Regions from separate parts of the Callithrix jacchus genome. Here region 2 is linked to region 1. The links are chromatin contacts, called in public Hi-C maps. All regions are on one chromosome and are shown on one strand. The core of a region is the stretch at or near the end of the contact, and the rest is flanking DNA. Distances in the headings are between cores, read along the strand shown.

The links. Hi-C and Micro-C count contacts between places; a contact is called where the count stands out from the background.
Region 2: a Hi-C map of skeletal muscle shows a contact between it and region 1, with 17 times the contacts expected there. The contact joins two enhancer-like sites. A contact is called at or near these places in 3 of 3 Hi-C or Micro-C datasets (induced pluripotent stem cells and skeletal muscle).

The regions. Positions count from the first base shown.
Region 1 is chr10:123,772,985-123,776,687 of calJac240_pri, reverse strand. SPTBN2 (spectrin beta, non-erythrocytic 2) reads left to right here. Exons shown (of 37, transcript XM_078341475.1): 20 at 1-231; 21 at 2,345-2,569; 22 at 2,827-2,916; 23 at 3,235-3,495; 24 at 3,595-3,703. Among named protein-coding and RNA genes, the nearest start is that of RBM4B, 16 kb to the right of the region's middle. Within about 2 kb of position 2,332, at least 4 of the 16 cell types and tissues checked have an H3K27ac peak or open chromatin away from gene starts, as enhancers often do.
Region 2 is chr10:123,925,697-123,929,485 of calJac240_pri, reverse strand. The region is part of intron 12 of TOP6BL (TOP6B like initiator of meiotic double strand breaks); the gene reads right to left. All of the region lies in intron 1 of LOC128929010 (a long non-coding RNA gene), which reads left to right. Among named protein-coding and RNA genes, the nearest start is that of RCE1, 8.3 kb to the left of the region's middle. Within about 2 kb of position 2,340, at least 2 of the 16 cell types and tissues checked have an H3K27ac peak or open chromatin away from gene starts, as enhancers often do.

The DNA.
Region 1 (3,703 bases), core at 1,083-3,582:
CTGAAAGCCCTGGTGTCGGAGAAGCTGGGGGACCTACACAGGCGCTGGGATGAGCTGGAGACCACCACCCAAGCCAAGGCCCGCAGCCTCTTTGATGCCAATCGAGCTGAGCTGTTTGCCCAGAGCTGCTGTGCCCTGGAGAGCTGGCTGGAGAGCCTGCAGGCCCAGCTTCACTCAGATGACTACGGCAAGGACCTCACCAGCGTCAACATCCTTCTCAAGAAGCAGCAGGTGTGCTGGGGAGCTTTGATGGGGATGGTGGACAGCAAAAGAAAGGAGGGATCTGCAGCTTTCAAGATTTGGGAGGCCAGCAGATAACACCTTCAGCAGCATTTCCTAAAGTAATTTCTCTGGCTGGCCAGTATCAGAATCTCTAGATATATGTCTCAGTCAGGGTTAGAGTTAGGAGACAGACCCGCTAATAATTTGAAAACAAGAACTTCGGTAAAAAGTATTAATCAGTCCAGTCATGGTGGCTCATGCCTGTAATCCCAGCACTTTAGGAGGCCAAGGCAGGCGGATCACTTGAAGTCAGGAGTTCAAGACCAGCCTGGCCAACATGGTGACCACTAGCTCTACTAAAAATACAAAAATTAGCCAGGCGTTGTGGTGCATGCCTGTAATCCCAGCTACTTGGGAGGCTGAAACAGGAGAATGGCTTGAACCCAGGAGGTGGAAGTTGCAGTGAGCTGTGATGGTGCCATCGCACTCTAGCCTGGGCGACAGAGTGAGATTCTATCTCAAAAAAGTAGGAATTAGTAAAAGGTGGTAAAGAGAACTCTACAGCAGGGGTCAGAAAAATTTTTCAGTAAAGCACCAAATAGTAAATATTTGGGGCTTCGCGGGTCATAAGATCTGTCACAGCCCTTCAACTCTGCCCTTGTAAAAGCAGCTGTGGATTATATGTAAGATAAGGGTTGTGGCCAGGCGTGGTGGTTCACACCTGTAATCCCAGCACTTTGGGAAACCCCATCCCCACAAAAAAATACAAAAATTAGCCAGGCCTGGTGGTGGCATGTACCTGTAGTCCCAGATTCTCAGGAGGCTGAGGTGAGAAGATTGTCTGAGCCTGGGAAGTTGCAGCTGCAGTGGGCTGTGAGGGAGCCACTGCACTCCAGCCTGGGGGGCAGAACAAGACTTGTCTCAAAAATTTTTAAAAAAAGAGGTGCGGCTGTGGTCCAATAAAAACTTTATAAAGATAGGCAGTGAGCTGGACTTACTGGTCCCTGCTCTAAAGAATATAGAATGGGGGCCGTGCACGGTGGCTCATGCCTGTAATCCCAGCACTTTGGGAGGCCGAGGTGGGTGGATCATGAGGTCAAAAGATGGAGACCATCCTGGCCAACATGGTGAAACCCCGTCTCTACTAAAACTACAAAAATTAGCTGGGTGTGGTGGCGCGTGCCTGTAGTCCCAGTTACTCGGGATGCTGAGGTGAAAGAATTGCTTGAACCCGGATGCAGAGGTTGCAGTGAGTCGAGATTCACCACTGCGCTCCAGCCTGGCAACAGACCAAGATTCAGTGTCAAAAAAAAAAAAATATACAGAATAGGAAGTGTAGGGAGATGCTACCTGTGGGATCAAGGAGTCCCCCAGGAAGTAGCAAGATGGCTGAGTCTCAGACCTCCTCAGAGAGGGTAGAGACCCACTGAATAGCCTGGAAATTTTCTGGGGTGTCACAGGCCAGAGCAGGTCTGGAACTAGCAAGCCAAGGCTGGCCAGCAGGAAGTGGCCACTGGAGTGCAGCAAAACTTGCCAGAGAGTGACAGCCACCGGATCTCTTGCGCACTGTGGACAGTTGAGCTGTAGGAGGAAGAAAAGTACCTGGAAGGGTGGAATACTCATCCTCTAGGCACTGTGGTGTCCCTCCACCGCCCTCTGCTGACAAGGCCTAGCATTGCGCCCGCTGGCAAAGGAGGAATGTTTACAGGGACCAGTTCCTGTGTCTAAAGCAGGACCACGATGGATTGGGGATGAGACCAGCAGTTGATAACAGGCACAGTTATCACACTATCCTGGATTTTTTTATTTCAATCTTTTAGATTCGGGTATGCGTGTGCGGGTTTGTTATAAGGGTATACTGTGTGATGCTGAGGTTTGGGGTACAATTGAATCCATCACCCAGGTAAGGAGCACAGTACTCAATAGGGATTTTTCAACCTCCGCCCTTGGATTCTTGGGTACATAAAGTTTGAGATCCACTGATCCAGCCTATGAAGGGATGCTCTTCCTGGGGTGAGCCACAGCACCAAGCAGCCACAGTGGGCTGATAGAGATGCGTGTCTCTGCTAGGTGTGAAAGTGGAAATGCAGAGCTAACAGGCCCTTCCTCCTCACGGTTGCAGATGCTGGAGTGGGAGATGGCTGTGAGAGAGAAGGAGGTGGAGGCGATCCAGGCCCAGGCCAAAGCGCTGGCCCAGGAGGACCAGGGTGCAGGGGAGGTGGAGAGGACCTCAAGGGCCGTGGAGGAGAAGTTCAGGGCCTTGTGCCAGCCCATGCGGGAACGCTGCCAGCGTCTGCAGGCTTCTCGAGAGCAGCACCAGTTCCACCGGGACGTGGAAGATGAGATTGTGAGTCACTAAGGCCAAAGACAGCAAGCTTTCCAGCCTCCCTCCTGTATGCTGGGGAGATGCCAGCAGGGCTCTGTTCCCTCTTCTCTTTGGCATTAACAATCTCCCCTCTAGGGAGACTTGGGGATGTCCCCCAGAACCAGAGATGACTGTTCCCTACACATGTGGCAGTAGCCCCAGGTGTCCCCACTCCCAGTAACCAGTCCCTGGTGCTCGCTTTGCCCTCTGGGCCTCCACTGACCCCCTTTCTCTTCCAGTTGTGGGTGACAGAGCGGCTGCCCATGGCCAGCTCCATGGAACATGGCAAGGACCTGCCCAGTGTCCAGCTTCTCATGAAGAAAAACCAGGTGAGGCAGAGGCTGAAGGCAAAAGAGAAGTTCCCAGCAGCCTCCCCAGTCTTGGACGTGTGTTTTTTAGGATCAGGCCCCACCTTGATGTTGAGTACAATCCTGGGCTTCAGTGGCTCTCTCTCCTCCCTCCTTGGGAGGGTAGGTCCTCTCAGTGGGAGAGAATGAGGGCTGAGGGGCATTACCATTGCATTCCTGGGCTAGGAGAGGAAGCAGAGGACCCAGGCAGGAGAGAGGCACAGGGGTGAAGTGTGGTCTCCGGGAACATGTGAGGCTGGGGAGGACTTTCAGCATTTTCTCTTCCGTGGCCATGGGCAGACCCTGCAAAAAGAGATTCAAGGCCATGAGCCCCGGATCGCGGACCTGAGGGAGCGGCAGCATGTGCTAGGTGCAGCCGCGGCAGGCCCAGAGCTGGCTGAGCTGCAGGAAATGTGGAAACGCCTGGGCCATGAGCTGGAACTTCGAGGGAAGCGACTTGAGGAGGCCCTGCGAGCCCAGCAGTTCTACCGCGATGCTGCTGAGGCGGAGGCCTGGATGGGTGAGCAGGAGTTACACATGATGGGCCAGGAGAAGGCCAAGGTGAGGGCCAGGGCAGAGCCCGGGGTGTGTGGCCAGTTCTGCCCTCCCGCTGACCCACCGCCTGATGTCACTGTCCCCTCCCACCGTCCCTTCCCCCAGGATGAACTGAGTGCCCAGGCAGAGGTGAAGAAGCACCAGGTGCTGGAGCAAGCCCTGGCTGACTATGCACAGACCATCCACCAGCTGGCAGCCAGCAGCCAGGACATGA
Region 2 (3,789 bases), core at 1,091-3,590, 150 kb before region 1:
CATCAATATTCATTAAAGAAATGCAAATTGAAACCTCTAAATTACTTCACATGCACTAGGATGCCAATAATAAAAACTGACAACTGTTCATGAGGGTACAGAGAAATTGGAACCATCACACGGTACTGGCAGGAATGTAAAATGGTGCAGACTGTGGAAATCGGCTTGAAAGTTCTTTAAAAAAGTTAAAACATAGTGTTATATGACTCAGCAATTTTACTCCTAGATATATACCTGAGAGTTACAAACATGTCCACACAAGTGTTCATAACAGCATATTCATAATAGCTAAAAAGTAGAAAAAGCTTGTGTTCCACTAATTAATGGATAAACAATGTGGTATATCCATACAATGGACTATTATTCAGCCATACGAATGGATGAAATTATGTGTTACATGGTAATAACATAGATGAACCTTGGGAACATGCTAAATGAAAGAAGTCACACAAAGGCCACATGTTGTGTGGTTCCATCTATATGAAGTATCCAGAATAGGCAAATCAATAGAAATGGGAGGTATATTAGTGGTTGGCAGTGTTGAAGGAAGAGGGGAACTGGGACTCGCTGCGAACAGGTACTGCTCATGGCATGATGGAGAGGTTCTGGAATTTAGTGGTGATGGCTGCACAGCATAGTGAATATACTTAAAGCCAATGAGTTTTATTCTTTAAAATGGTACATTTTATGGCACATCAATTATCTCTATAAGACATCTATCATATATTGTTTAATAAAACAAGTTTTAGTTCCTAATTACATTCCAAGGAACATAAAAGGGGCAAAGATAACTAAAGATGTGAAGAAAGAAACTGGATATTTCCCAAACATTTTTTTTCTTGAGAGATACTCCTTTTTTTTCTTGCTTTAGCTTGGGAAATCTCATGTAATAGATAAACCTTTCTCCTATCTTGAAATTGGTCTGATCAAGGAATTACCTACATGGAAATACAAAGCTCTAGGCCTATCTGGGAGCCTTGCATGTCCTGCATTCATCATCTGTCCCTCGGATAAGACAGCCCTACTTCAAGATACACCTCCTTGGATTTTTGTTTCTTTTCTTTTCTTTTTGATATAGTCTTCCTCCCGTCGTGCAGCCTGGAGTGCAGTGGTGCAATCTCAGCTCACGGCAAACTTCACCTCCTGAGTTCAAGCAATTCTTCCTCAGCCTCCAGAGTAGCTGGGATTACAGGCATGCACCACCATGCCCAGCTAATTTTTGTATTTTTAGTAGAGATGGTTTCCCCATGTTCACCAGGCTGGTTGTGAACTCCTGATCTCAGGTGATCCACCCACCTCGGCCTCCCAAAGTGCTGGGATTACAGGCATGAGCCACTGTGCCCGGCCCCTCCTTGGATTTAACACTATAAGACATTTATTTCTAGTCCACTCCACCCCCTGCCCACCGGAAACAATGCCTTTCCTTAGAAAATTGCCTCCTTGTTACTACTGCTCATTCTGGGTTTAAGTTCTAACTCCCCTGACACACCTGTGACATTAAATCCTGGAGTACTATCTTGGTCACTCCTCCCTGGCCCACTGTCTCTTCCAACATTCAGACTTAAAATATCCACTCCTAGCCAGGTGCAGTGGTGCACACCTATAGTTTCAGCTACTCAGGAGGGTGACACAGGAGGATCACTTAAGCTTGAGGCTGTAGTGCATCGTGATCACACCTATGAATAGTCACTGCATTCCAGCCTGGGCAGCATAGTGAGAACCTGTCTCTAAACAAATAAAAACGATACCCTCTCCATTCTTACTCTGTAACACTCTAAATATATATTCCCTCGTTTTGTTTTCAATTTCTCAATAAAGCATATAGTAGATGGTTTTCTTTCCTATTACTCAAGAGGCCAGCTAAAACAGAATGGCCTACAGGTAAAAGAATCTGACCTATTATCCTTAGTCTTGTAGTTTTAGCTGAAGCCACTGGGTGCCACTCTTGTACCGCTAATAAGTTATTTATCACTAAATGGCCATTATGAGGAAAACCCTATGATCCTGAGTAGAGAGAGAAGCATGGGTTCTACCCAATGACCTGGATCACTCATCTTCCCTGGGCTTGCAGCCCAGTCCTCTATGTTAACAGTATTACCAGACTTCAGAGCCAGGAGATCTCAGTACAAATTCTAGCGTTGTATTTACTGACTGTGTGACTCTGGGCAAATTATGAAAGTTCTGTAACCAGTTTCCTCATCTGTAAAATGGTTAAACTGTGACCTAATTTATAACATCTTTGCAGAGATTAAAGTGAAAACCTTGGCACAGATTAGGGATTCAGTAAGTGTTTCTTCTAAGACCTATGACTACTGGTAAGAACTTGAGTTCACTAGCCATCTGCCAAGTTAATTGGGCTATGAATGGCCCTGAGGCTATGAGCCATGACTATAGCAAAAGAACAGGGTAAAAGAGGTCAGATTTTTTTTTTTTTTTTTTTTTTTTAAGACAGAGTCTTGCTCTGTCACCCTTGCTGGAGTACGGTGGTAGCACGATCTTGGCTCACTGCAGCCTCTGCCTCCTGGATTCAAGCAATTCTCATGTCTCAGCCTCCTGAGTAGCTGGGATTACAAGCGTGTGCCAACAGGCAAGGCTAATTTTTGTATTTTTAGTAGAGATGGGATTTCACCATGTTGGCCAAGCAGGTTTCAAACTCCTGACCTCAAGTGATCCACCTGCGTCAGCCTCCCAAAGTGCTGAGATTACAGGAGTGAGCCAATGCACCTGGCCCAGAATATTTTTTTTAGGTCTTACTGGGATATCACAGAGGCCCAAGTTAAAAGGACTTCACAGGCTGAAACACTCCTAGATCCTGAGTGGTCCCTAAATCCAATGACAGATACCTTTTTTTTTTCTTTTTTGAGACAGAGTCTCGCTGTATCACCCAGGCTGGAGTGCAGTAGCAACATCTCCGCTCACTGCGATCTCCACATCCCAGGTTCAAGCAATTCTCTGCCTTAGCCTCCTGAGTACCTGGGATTACAGGCACCTGCCACCACACCCAGCTAATTTTTTTGTATTTTTAGTAGAGACAGGGTTTCGCCATCTTGGGCAGGCTGGTCTTGAACTGACCTCATGATCCACCCACCTTGGTCTCCCAAAGTGCTGGGATTACAGGCATGAGCCACCGCACCTGGCCTAATTTTTGTATTTTTAGTAGAGACGGTGTTTCATCATGTTGGCCAGGATGGTCTTGATCACTTGACCTCATGATCCACCTGCCTCAGCCTCCCAAAGTACTGGAATTACAGGCATGAGCCACTGCGCCCAGCTGGCAGGTATCTTTATGAGAGAAAGGCACAGACCAGGTGTGGTGGCTCAGGCCTGTAATCTCAGCACTTTGGGAGGCCAAAGCAGGCAAATCACCTGAGGTCAGAAGTTTGAGACCAGTGTGGCCAACATGGCAAAACACTGTCACTACTAAAAATACGAAAATTAGCCGGGCATGGTGGTGGGCGCCTGTAATTCCAGCTACTCAGGAGGCTGAGGCAGGAGAATCACGTGAACTCTGGAGGTGGACGTTGCAGTGAGCTGAGATTGTACCACTGCATTCCAGTCTGGGTGACAGAGTGAGTCTCAGTCTCAAAAAAAAAAGAAGGCAGAAAGAAATTTGAGAGACGGGGAGAAAGCAACATGAAGATGGAGTACAGTTTGGAGTTACGCAGGCTACAGGAAGCCAAGGAACAGTTTCCATCAGAACCTAGAAGAGGCAAGGCAAGAAAGGATTCTCTAGAAACTTTGGAGGGGGTGTGGCCCTGCCAACACCTTGATTTTGGACTTCTGGCCTCC